4 separate regions of the Mus musculus genome follow, and all the other regions are linked to region 1. A link is a contact called in public HiChIP or PLAC-seq and promoter capture Hi-C data. All regions are on one chromosome and are shown on one strand. The core of a region is the stretch at or near the end of the contact, and the rest is flanking DNA. Distances in the headings are between cores, read along the strand shown.

Evidence for each region. Promoter capture Hi-C pulls out the DNA fragments that hold promoters and counts their contacts. HiChIP or PLAC-seq counts read pairs in DNA pulled down with a chosen protein or histone mark.
Region 2: a contact with region 1 is called in a promoter capture Hi-C map of embryonic stem cells, with 3 times the contacts expected there. The contact joins the promoter of Spats1 here to the promoter of Enpp4 in region 1. A contact is called at or near these places in 3 of 39 promoter capture datasets (embryonic stem cells, hippocampal neurons and pre-B cells).
Region 3: a contact with region 1 is called in an H3K27ac HiChIP or PLAC-seq map of embryonic stem cells, with 7 times the contacts expected there. The contact joins the promoter of B230354K17Rik here to the promoter of Enpp4 in region 1. A contact is called at or near these places in 5 of 115 datasets of contacts at active chromatin or transcription factors (astrocytes, embryonic forebrain, embryonic stem cells and 2 more) and 2 of 9 other capture datasets (adipose tissue and liver).
Region 4: a promoter capture Hi-C map of embryonic stem cells shows a contact between it and region 1, with 3 times the contacts expected there. The contact joins the promoter of Tnfrsf21 here to the promoter of Enpp4 in region 1. A contact is called at or near these places in 2 of 39 promoter capture datasets (embryonic stem cells and erythroid cells).

What each region holds. Positions count from the first base shown.
Region 1 is chr17:44,104,307-44,107,328 of GRCm38.p6, reverse strand. It overlaps Enpp4 (ectonucleotide pyrophosphatase/phosphodiesterase 4), which reads left to right and starts at 1,521. Exons shown (of 4, transcript NM_199016.2): 1 at 1,521-1,680. It overlaps Gm34917 (predicted gene, 34917), which reads right to left and starts at 1,545. Exons shown (of 4, transcript NR_167720.1): 1 at 1,262-1,545.
Region 2 is chr17:45,473,463-45,476,484 of GRCm38.p6, reverse strand. It overlaps Spats1 (spermatogenesis associated, serine-rich 1), which reads left to right and starts at 1,547. Exons shown (of 8, transcript NM_027649.3): 1 at 1,547-1,686. The coding sequence starts at 1,671.
Region 3 is chr17:45,432,252-45,435,273 of GRCm38.p6, reverse strand. It overlaps B230354K17Rik (RIKEN cDNA B230354K17 gene), which reads right to left and starts at 1,443. Exons shown (of 3, transcript NR_130961.1): 1 at 1,047-1,443. It overlaps Cdc5l (cell division cycle 5-like (S. pombe)), which reads left to right and starts at 1,567. Exons shown (of 16, transcript NM_152810.2): 1 at 1,567-1,883. The coding sequence starts at 1,839.
Region 4 is chr17:43,014,974-43,017,995 of GRCm38.p6, reverse strand. It overlaps Tnfrsf21 (tumor necrosis factor receptor superfamily, member 21), which reads right to left and starts at 1,441. Exons shown (of 6, transcript NM_178589.3): 1 at 904-1,441. The coding sequence starts at 999.

The sequences.
Region 1 (3,022 bases), core at 272-2,771:
TTGCATCAGGATATGCAGAATCTCGGTTCCCAAAAGCAGAAATTTAAGTCCTGTTAAACTGTACATTGCATAAACTCCCCTAGAACTCCATCTTACCCTATTGTTCAAAACAATTGGCGGTATCGCAGTGACAATGGCAGCTAACACGATGACCGGTGACTGGCTGAGTGCTTTATTTGCTTTAGAAAACGTATTGGACAAGAACCCTGAGAGGTTGGTCCAGGACTTGCTCTGCAGATGAGGAGATAAAGCTCAAACAGGTTGAGGCACAACCTTACTCAGTGCCCAACATTACTCAGTGCTGGCCAAGCCAACCTGTGGGTCCAAGACGCTCCAGTTTGTGAATGTACAGGATAGCTGGAGGCTTGAAACTGGAATCAATAATGAACTGACTACACTCATATTAAAATTGTCTCCTTGATTGCACCCAGGCTCTGAATTATGGCTGTACTCTCAACTCAGAGCAGGGTACCAAATTCAGCCTTTGACGTTTAATGCCCAGAACCCAATAAATCCAGCTACTGGGTTTCCAGCTAAGTCTTTTAGATTTCAGGGTATAGTATATGATTTTGATATCCTTAACTCGATTAATTGTATCCCCTTAAGTATCTTGTGTGTAGATACTGTAATGAAAACATTTTCTGAGCACTTGCATCTTAACAGAGGAAGCATTTAAACATGGAGTACCTTAACATACCTCGTTAAACCCAAAAATCATTGAGTAAGTCCATGCATGTCAGGTTCACCTTTGGGCATTAGAGATACAAAGAAAAAATACTAACCTCTTTGTCAACTATGTCTGGGCAATACAAATATTAAAGAAATATATCTCGGGCAATTCTGCTAATTAAGTTTGAAGTTGGATAATTCAGCTATTAATACTAGTTTTAAAGGCACGAGCATAATTTCACATCCACGGCTGTGGCAAAATTAGAACAAACTTAGTTTGAGGACCCCAACAGACTTTTATTTGGGACTGTAGAAACAGACAACACCTTATTCTAAATAGAAGGAATGTGCGCGTGAGATGACCAGAGGATGATTTTAAAACAGAAAGGGAATTTTAAAAGGCAGAAACATGACCAGAAAAAAAAAATGAACTGGTTGTTTCAGAGTGTCTTTCCTTGTGCAGGTGAAGGCAAAAGGAACTTCTTCGTCTTCTGCCTAAAACAAGGGACCCACAACAGAGTAATAAGAAAAGGGCAGCCAGGGCGGGTGAGAGGGTGGGAAAGGCAAACCTCTCTGTCCAGCTCCATTCTACCTGTCTCCGAGTGGTACCGTTAAATGAACCAATGGGTAAGGGAGTCCCATTCACCGCGGGCTCGGGCATCCAATCCGGGTACGCGTCTCACACTCGGCGGTCGGCCCCAGGCGCTCTCTGCGGCGTCCCGCAGCAGCTGCGCACTGGGAGCCTCCGGAGCGCCCCGGGGCAGCGCCAGTCTCTGCGGGGGCCCGCGCGCGGGGGGTGGGGGGGGGCGTCCGCTACTGCGCAGGCGTCCCAGGAAGCGCTCCGCGGAGCCGCGCTCCGCCCGCGTCCGCCGACCAGATAGTGGCCGGGAGCGCGGGGTTCCGCTAGCGCTGAGTTCCGCGCGCCAGACCGAAGTGGCGGTGGAGGCGGGTGAGTCCCGGAGGGAAATGCCACTCCCTTCCCCAGCTCGCCGAGGGCGGAGGGTAGAGACGGTGAGAGCTTCTGGTTCCTTCTTCTCCACCCGCGGGTCGGTTCCGCTAGTGGAGACGCGCGTGGGGTGACCAGGGAGGCGGGGAGGAGGAGCATACGGCGGCAGGTGGATGTCAACTGTGGCGTTAGGTGAGGGGCGGGGGTCATGGCCGGGGTCAGGGTCAGGGTCAAGGCGTAAGGGCGGGGCCACGGCTGCCTGGGTGTCAGCTTCAGGGTCAGTGCTTTCGTGCTGTCAATTGGCATTCCTGATCTAAAATGTAGAGAGCAGGCTGAGGGAGATGCCGGATGCTGGGTAGGCGCTGCGCAAACAACCCTTCCCAATGCTGGAGCCAGCCCTGAGCCTGGATGGCTGTCCAGCCAGTGACTGGAAAAAAAATCCCCTGTACCTTTGGTGGGACTCCAGAGGAGCCAGCTGCAGAGAGAAGCACGCGGATGTGTGGGTTTCCCCTTTCTTCCAGTTTCCCCAGAGATTTCTCAGTTTTAGGGGGACTGTTGAGTTTTCGTGCTTCTCCCCTGCCTTACCCCTCAACTAAGTTTAAAGGCAGTTTTACTGGGTGTGCCTGGGAAGAAAGTTTGTTGGATGTACATCATGGGGCATTTTGTGTGCAGTAAGATGTAACTGAGTTGAAGATGCTATGTGTGGCCTAGAACAGCGGAGAACCATTTAGAATCGTAGAATCATTGAGACTTAGAAAACTTTCAGGGAGTTGGGTTTCTTCCCTTAGGTTAAGCACTTAATAAAAATCTATGGGTAAACCACCTGTTACCTGTGCCACACGGGCAATAAAGGATATTGCTATTTTAAAGCCACATTTGAATTTCTTTGCTTCAAAGAGCAGAGGGAATGCTAAGGCTGATCAGGGACTTTTCCCTTACCCTCTTCCAGTCCAAGCCTTCGATGGTCTAGGATTCAGTGAGAGCTGATGGACGTTTAGGCAAACAGTTAACCCAGAGGAGGCAAGGGATATTTCCCCACCCCCACCCCCAAACTGGAGACTATATCAGATTTCCAGTTACTGCTAGTCCAGATATATCTGCCCTTTCCCCTCCCCTGCCCCCCTTTTTAAATTCCCTTTGGGGTTTTGTTGGGGTGAGAATTACAGAATTTCTTACAGCATTTTATAATTTCACTCCTGGATCCATGGCTTTCTCATTCCATGAAAATGGTCTGAGGACCTTTGGATGGGCGATTTGTTTATAGCTGAAGACTCAGTGTTAGCATGAAACATGGATCTCTACTCTGCTGAGGAAAGCTGTCCTGACAGACATGGCTCTGTTTAGCTCAGAGAGTGGTGTCCGGCTTGTTAACTTGTAATGTTTCTATACATGTTACAAGCAAGAAAT
Region 2 (3,022 bases), core at 298-2,797, 1.4 Mb before region 1:
AATGCTTTGCTCCTGCCCCAGAGAGAGATGGTGTCTTCTAATCTGTCAGTGCCTTTAACCTGTTGCAGTCCCTGATAGGAATACTACTATTTTACAATTAAAATTAATCCTGTGAAACTGACAATATTCAGCTGTTTGATCCCACCAGTGGCCATTCTGACATTACCACCTTCTCATTTTCTTTCTTCCTGAGACAGTTTCTGTGTATAGTTCTGGCTGTCCTAGAACTCGCTCTGTAGATCAGGCTGGCCTTAAACTCACAGAGACCCACCTGCCTTTGCCTCCAGAGTGCTGGGATTAAAAGTGTGTGCCACCACTGTCCAGCTCTGGCTTCTTTTTTATAACCCCAGTGGCCGTCTCCTATTGGATGACTCCTCAGTTAGGGCGTGGCCTGGAGAGGATCTACTCCGTCTAAGCAATATTTGGCTAGCTCAGTTTCAAGATTTCTATACTCCTTCTGTTGTTTCTTTTGCAATCAATGCAATTACTAACAACAGAACCACTCTGTGGAGAGGGTTCAGTGGGTAACGTGCTTTCTGCACAAGCCGAGGACCTGAGTTCAAACCCCAGGACCTACTAAAAGCCATATGGCACATCTATAAGCTGGTGGGACAGAGATAGGTAGTTCCCTGGGACTCCTTGCTGTAACAGTGAACTCCGGGTTCAGCAAGAACCTTATTTCAAAAATGTAAGGCAGAGAGCAACGGAGGAAGACACCTGACATATACAAATGCATGGGCAAGTGAGTCCCTGATACATGTGCACGCACATGCATACAGCACACAAGTAAATATGAATAATTATATTAATTACTCTCTCTCTTTTCCTCCTCCTCCTCCTCCTTCTTTTTTTGTTTTTTTTTTTTTTTTTGAGACAGGGTTTCTCTGTGTAGCCCTGGCTGTCCTGGAACTCACTCTGTAGACCAGGCTGGCCTCAAACTCAGAAATCTGCCTGCCTCAGCCAGCCTCCCAAGTGCTGGGATTAAAGGCGTGTGCCACCACTGCCCAGCCCCCAAACCAGGTCTCAATATAAATTTAGAGACTAAGCTTGGGATGGGGGGCGTTTCTATGTGAGATTTATTAGGGAAAGGGTTAGAAAGATAAATTTCAGTCTATACCATGGAGAGAAAGATAGCTTTGTAAGGGTGGAACTTGGGAGTGAATCTGTTTTCTGGATGACCTTGAACGAGCCTTTGTTCAAAGTCAGTTTTCTATTTTGAAAAACGCAGCTGGCTGCTGAGGCAAGACAGCATCCAGCAGGGCGCCTGGCCCAGAAAAAGGAGCGGTAAGTGGTGGGTGAATCCTGTCTAATCAGGATGCCAATTCTACACCGACATCTGCAAGCTCTGTAGAGGGTGCACCGCACACGGCCACCCGAGGTGACAGAAGTAGCAATGACAGTTGTTGGAAAAGAGCCGCAAACTAAAACAAAATCCTGAGGTTCTGCAGCTCTGAGGTCTGAGACCTCCATCCTCAACCCAGGCCGGAGCGCCGGGTGCAGGAAGATAGGTGCGTCAAGAGTAGCGCGCCAGCTCGCGGGAAGTGGCGCGTTGTCCTGGCAACCCTGGACCGAGCCTTGCAGGCGGTGGTAGACGCCCTTGCTTTCGCTTTGCATCCTGGTATTTGGCAGTTCCGCTGCCAGTTGGTGCGTTGATCTGGGCCACATCCTCCATGGAGTCTTCCAAGGGTAGATGAAGGGCTTCCCCCAGGGAAGTAGGGTGGGACTCAGAGGTGGAAAGGAGACCCAAGGACGGGGCGGGGCGAGTACTTTCGGGAGCCCTGAGTCAGGAGGAGGAGGAGTGGGCAGGACATTCAAACCCGTGAACACCGCTAGGAGGTCCAGTGAGATTTAGGTTTTTCCCTTGCGCTGCCTCTTGAATTTCAATGACTTATGGGGTCTGTTGGTTTTGAATGATAGCCTTTCTAACAAGCACCTTTTGGGTCCGATTGCTTTTCACTGTGTGAACTGGTGAGCCCATGAATACTGGATATGGCAATCCCGTCCGCCAACTTCCCTCTGTCTCAAGAGCGGCCTGTACTAGAGAGCGGCAGAAGGTTCCAGAGAAAAGCGACTTGGGCATGACTAAGGTGGAAAAGAAATACAATTGAGTTCTGGGAAATCAAAAGGTTGGATGGGTGTATAAGCTTATGGAGAGAAAAGGTTTATTGGACTCATAGCTTTATAGGTTTTTTTTTTTTTTTTTTTTTTAAAGACTAAGCACTGCTACCTCATATGTAGCCCAGAGTAGCCCGGAATTCTCCATCTTTTGCTTCACAGGCCCCCGACATTCCAGGTGTGGCTCATGGTCAAGGTCCTGTTGCTTTGGCCCTCTGGTGGCATATCATAGTGGCAATCATCAAAGCGTCTCCCTCTTAGTCAAGAAATAATGACGAGTAAAAGGGATGGCTGTGGTCCCACTCTTTCACTCAGAGGCACCCCAACGACCCAAGACTTCTTATTTTTTTAAAGTTGTCTTTATTTTATTTATGTATGTTTTGCCTGCCTGTTTGTATGTATGTATACTGAGTTTGCGTCTGGTGCCTGCAGAAGGTAGAAGAGGGCGTTGGATACCCGGGAACTGGAGTTATGGATGGCTGTGAACCACCACGTGGTGCTGGGGATAGAAGTCCCGCCCCCCCCTGCAAGAGCATCAAGGGTTCTAACTCTCTCCACCTCCATGCCCTCTGACTTTTAAAACAGTCCCATCATCCCAACAGTATGACAGACTGGGAGCTAAATCTTTAAAACATGGGTTTTTGGAGAGCATTGCAGATCCAAGCTAAGGCAGATAGTTAGGGGCTACACACAATGAGCTCATGTCTACATTTGAGATCTGATCAGTCAGAGACTTCCATCAAAAAGAGGAGCTAAGCTGGCGCTTGCACACGTGCAGTGCTTGTGCAGGACAGGCAGGCACGAGGATCGCAGTGTTCAAGGTCATTCTCATGGTATACAGCAACTTTGAGGCCAGTCTCGCCTGCGTGAGACCCTGTCCCAACAACAAGACAAGGCAGAGATCTGA
Region 3 (3,022 bases), core at 194-2,693, 1.3 Mb before region 1:
CTCAATAGGTTGATGAAGTATGTTCTGTTGTCAAAATACCAATCCTTTGTAACAATTTTCTAGCAGGTGACATTAACATGTTTTAAGGAAGAGATACCTTTTTTAAAGTTAGCATAAAGATGACAGAATGTTGAGTGGAAGAAGTCACTGTCATGATCCTTTGGAATAGCCTATGTGAAAGAGGACTGGTTCAACTGTGGATTTATTAGGCCTCTCGATTACAAATAATGGAAAGCTAACTTCAATGACTAAATCCAAAAGGGGGATATGGAAGTAGTTACGACTTGGGAATGTTCTAGATCCAGGGACCATGTAGTTCAAAATACAATTGTTAGGTGCCACACAATTGGTAGGTTAGAGGCTTATCAGCTAGCAGAAACACTGACCTCTTTTGGATCCTAGCGTTAAGATCCCCAGAGAGGAGTGTTCAGATTTGCTTTGATCTGGTCAACCAAATGGTGTGTGACCTGGGTGTGTGGGATAAAAACCATACAACTAAGTGATGTTGGCAGGAGGTAATGGTTACACATCTTTACAAGAGAGCATTGCAAAGAGTACCAGAGGCAGAAAATGGCTTGTTAACCTGTCATCCTGTCAGATGACAGGAGTGAAATGAGATTGTAGGTCACTAAACCCAAGTGTTCTTCATAACACTACACTACCTCCCTCTCAACTGAAAGCAGTGATATTTTGATACAATTTCCTATTTCAAGGAAAAAAATCGTAACAAAAATCGAATCGGAAAATCCGTCATGTCTTCTAGAAGGGGCAAACGGAAGCATGAACAGTGACAACAAACCAGAGCCGCTATGCACGGAATAAAATCTTTCCCTAGGGACCTGGGGTGACACCAAGTAATTAATTGCTCTGGAATAGTGGAGAAATCTGCGTGGGAAAAGAGAGAGGAGATGGCAGAGAGTCTGACAATTTCCACTTCACCGAGACTTTGTGGACTCGCAGCCGCCCTCTGATTTGATGAACAAGTTGTTTGTTCCACTCTTCAGAGGACGACCCCGGATTCCAGGGGCGAGACTCCCGCAACTCACCGAGTTTGTTCCACAGACACCCAACAGCGAGGGATGAGGGAAAGCGGCTGACGTGACGCTTCCCAAGGGTCCCTAGGGCGTCGCCTCGAACCCCTTGTGGCTCTTCCAGGAAGGAGAGCGAACACTTTGGGGCGAGCAGTCGCTCAGTCCCTCAGGTTAGAGTTAGGATCTTGAGTCCGTCCGGCATCCTCGGCGCTTGGCGCTGCGAGTTGGAGCTCCTAGAAAGAGAACGGACTCGTTTGCATCTCCCCGAGGACTCAGCGAAGTCCTCGTCGGTCGCCGGGATGCCCAGCGCAGCGCTCCGTTAAACAAACAGACAAACAAACAAGCAAACAAACAAACAAACAGCGCTCCCTGGGGACCAAGCGTGCTGAGGAACGCCACACCCCTCACATTTATTCCCCACCCCCGGCACTGCCCTCCGCGTGACGTCAGGACCAATCCCTTCACTGCGTTCCCGGTCAAGTTCCAACTCTGGCATCTCGCGAGAGTTTTGTTTTCCTTCACCCTAGTCTCGGACCTGCGCGCGACACGTCGGGCGCCTTGGCACCTGCGGTTTGATTAGTCTCCATCAGTCTTAAGGTTGCAGCCTGGCCGCCCGCGTCTTTTGCCTTCGGCCGCTAAGATCTCGCGAGATTTCCCGGGGCTGCCCACGCCGCGCCTGCGCAGAGCTCTTCAAAGCAGAAGGTCGCTCTTGGGAGGAAGTGGCCTTTTGCGTCCCGTGCCCGGAGCGCCGTTACTACTTTCTCGAAGCTCTCCTCGGCTCCCTTGCCGGGACACTCTGCCGCTAAGATGCCCCGGATTATGATCAAAGGGGGAGTGTGGAGGAACACGGAGGTGAGGCAGCTTTTCCCGCCGTCCGCAGCCCTCCGCCGGCTCTGGTAGCGTGTGCGCACGCGCGGGGAAGCTCCGGGAGCCGTGGCTGTCCCGCGGGGGTCTGCGGTGCGGGGCGGCGACTGCGCGGACCCCGGGGACCCTCGCGGTGCATGGGTGCGGGCTCGGGTCACCTGGCTCACCCCGGGGGCGAGGTCGCGACTTGTCGCCCGGCGCTCCTCGCTTGGCATTTGCTAGGCCCTTGATCACTTATTTGATCAGTTAGGGACGCGCCCCCTCGGTGTCTTCTGCAGCCCGGTGGCCGCCGACCGGACCTCCCCCGGAGCCTGGTGTTTCTCCAGCTCCTTTCGATCTCAGCTCGTGCACAGCGCTTCGCTCTGTTAGAAGCCGTTGTGGCTGCAACTTTGTTTTTTCCGTGACTTCTTTACAGCCGGACAGGCTGCCCGTTTACGTCTGCACCTCTCTGCTTATCTTAGGACCTGGGTCCTTTCTCTTACCTTTCCAGTCACGCCACCCTTGCCGGGATAGAAGCCAGTTAGGACAAACTTACCTACGGTGGTGTTTGCGTCCAGAAATGTTGTAGATTATGTCACGGTGAGCGGAACAGCAGAAGGAAGGAAGTAAAATAGAAATTAAGTTAACGTGCATTTAATCGAGTGCGCCGAATGTATGAGCACCTTTCCGTCTGTCTTGTGCGTTCTTGAGATAGCTCCTTATTGCTTTGGCATCTTTCTGAACATGCTCCAAACTTAGCTGAGAACACTTCTTAGAGTCCTCCTGGCCCATTCGTTGGTCGTCCCGTTGAGAGTTAGTTGTTTAGTGGTTTGGTGGCACCTATTTTTCATTTACTACAGCTTTGTTTTCACAAGCACTTTTGTGTGGCTCCGGCTGAGTTACTTCTGAGAGCCTCAGATTACTCATTTTTATAAGACAAATAAATAATTGTATTTAAGCTCTTGAAACGAGTTGCCAGTTTGGAACATTGTGAACGCAGCTGGGTACATTAGTAGGCTTTCAGTAAAAAAAATGAGTTGCTGTTGTCTTCATCAGACAGCAGTATAGTAGGACCAGGCTTTGGCATTCTAGTATGAAGCAGGTTTCTTGGTGATGTTTGGGAATGAATCTTGTAGGATAGGTACCTG
Region 4 (3,022 bases), core at 192-2,691, 1.1 Mb after region 1:
GATTTGGGTGCTGAGAGAGCCTGCATCATCTTGCTTGGTGACATGTCTAAACACAGAAAGGGAGAAATAAGAAAAGGATGGGGAAAATTAATCGTCCTTTATGTAGCTCTTTCCCCTCCCCCTCGACTGAGAGCCACAGCGCCGGTTGGCTCCAAGCCTGTGCTTTAGAGGCGCCTGGGTCTCTGGGTCCTTCTTCTCCTCCTCCCCCTCCCACCCCACCCCCACCACCCACCCGGGCTCCTTCTTCTTCTTCTTCTTTTGGCTTGCAGAAATCAGGACCCATCTGAACTAAGAGGGAGGAGAGAAGCAAGGAAGCTGAAGCAAGGGGTGGCCTGCGCCCTACTCCGGAAAGCTTCGCGCGCGGAAGCATGCAGCGGTTGCTCGCGTCCGGAGCGCACCGATCCGGCTGTCTCCACTGCGGTAGCATCCGGACATGACATTGCAGTAGCGACAAAGGAGCGGCCACAACCGGCAGCTGGCTACTGACAGGACTACTCGGGCCTCGCACCGCGCCGAGGGTCTGGCAGCGAATGATATTGGGGTGAGGCTGGGTGTTGGGGTGCGAGATAGGCCGAGTCGGGGGCAAAAACCCAAAAATGCGCAGGACCTCGAGGCGGACACCTCTCGCGCCTCCTTCAAGCAGCCAGATTGCAAGAAAAATAATTCTTTAACACTCACTAGCCTTAGCTCACCACACACACACACACACACACACACACACACACACACACACACACGATCTAGTAGGAGTCCTCCTCGGTCTGGCTATTGCCTTGTAACCAACCCTTCCAACCCGTCTGGTCCCACCGCGCGCCTCCGGCACTACGGGCCCGAGGACCCGCCCGGCTCCCGGACACAGGCTCGAACGTAGCCGCCACCCTAGGGTCCCCTCCTATCGCTCACCAGGAGAAGAGAGCCGGCGACCATCGTGGCTCCGACTTGGCCGGCGGTGCGGCTGCAAGAGGCGAGGGCGGTGATGCTGCTTGCCCGGGTCCCCATGGCCGAGCTCGGGGCTCGCAGCGGCGCCCGGGGCGCTCGGCCCCACGGCAGCTGGAATTGGTGGCTGTTTCTGCCCAGCGCCGCATCCACCGCCGCCTCACGGGCGGTGAGCCCATCTACCTCCAGCAGCCCATGTGCACTGCAGCAGCCAGGCACCCAGGCGGAAGAGGGAGGCAGCAGGGGAGGCTCCGAAAGGCGCTCAGCACCTGCCCAGGGGCGCTGGCGCCCGGGCGGTGAGAAGCAGGCGCGCTCGCAACCCGCGCCTCCCGGTGCTCTCCAACGACAGCGGCTGCGGAGAACCAGAGAGCAGGGCTAGCCGCGACAGTGCTAAAGAGCGACTTCCCATAGCGAAGCTTCCAGCCACTATCAAGCACTCGCCTCCTCCGCTGCCTAGACCGGCCGGCGAGGGACTGAGTCGGATGGCCACTCAGCTCGGGGACACACGTGGTGGCGCCGAAGGGGCGGAGAACGACCCTTTGTGATGTCACCCGGGAGGAGGCCGGGCTCTTTGTGCAGATGGAAAGAACTCAAGGCGCTCCAGAAACCGAGGGGAAGGAGAGGGTGCCCCTTGGCGTTAGCTGGAGGAATTGCGTTTGCTTGTTAACCTGCACACACCCCTCACCCCGACTTAACTTTAAAAAAAAAAAATGATTCCAAGTAGATTGTATGTAAAACAGAGACTATTTTCTTTTCCTAACATAAATATTAACAACAGCCAATATAACTTGCGCATAATGGCGCAGGCCTGTATTTTCATTGCCAGGAAAGCTGAGGAAGGAGAATTTGAAGTTGGAGGGAAATTCTGAGCTACACAGAAAACTCCTATCTCATGCATGCATGCATGCATGCATGCATGAATGAATGAATGAATGAATGAATGACCTGAGCATAACGGTGCCATTAAGCACTCTGTATAATGAGAATATGAACTTCTCCAATTCCAGGCCAGCCAAAATTGGAGTTCTACACAAGCCTGGCTTACAGAGCAAAATCCAGTCTCAGAAATCAATCAATCAATCAATCAATCAATCAATCAATTAAAGGAGCTAGAAAAAAAGCAAAAACCATGGAGCTTACATCAATTGCCAGACACAAAGAGACGTGTGTGTTGGTTCCCAAACTGCTGTGTTTTGAGGTCTGCTGTGTTCTCACAGTGGAGCAAAAGGAAAAAGCAAGTGTAGTCTCGGCATTTATGTGTGGCTCCCCTGCTTCCTGACTGCAGACCCGGTTTAACCAGCTGCCTCCTCTCCTCTCCTCTCCTCTCCTCTCCTCTCCTCTCCTCTCCTCTCCTCTCCTCTCCTCTCCTCTCCTCTCCTCTCCTCTCCTGCAATAACTGTATCCCTGAAACTGTTAGCCAGAAGAAACCTCCCCGTCTCTCAGTATTGTTGGCTATTTGTTCTCAGCAGTGAGGAACCTGGACAGAAACAACACTAAGCATCCCTGACAGGGAGTTGCCATGGTAGGAGCCCTATTTCCTTCCTTGCCAGTTACTACATGGAGAGTTGGTTCTTTTTCTCGGCATTCTTTGGAAGAATGAGATGTATTTAAAAATTAATATGAGGATTAATCCTACTCTCATCTTTCAAACATCTGCCAGTTAAAGAAATAAAACATATATTTAAAAAAGCTTGACCATAAACCCTGAAGGGGAATGCTGTAATATTAAGTTTCCAGTAAAAAATTTTTTTAAATTCTGAAAAATACTATCCTTAAATACAGAATTTTGTGAAAGGGGGTGATATTTCAACTTGAAATTCTCAAACTCTCTCCGAGGCTTCCAAAAGTGAAGGGGGATTACTATGTCTTCATGTATAATAGGGCCAATTAATTCTTCAAAACTTCAAATTATTGGCCACCACAATCAAAGGTCTTTCTGTTTAAAAGGGGGTGGGGGTGGGAAGTGAGATATTAAAGAAAAGGGGTCAGCTGACACCTTGCAGACAAATATGAGTTACTTGAGGTAATGTATGATTTGATCTTCCAAGCTGGGAGACTTTAATTTGGGTAAGTGTGGTTCTGACCT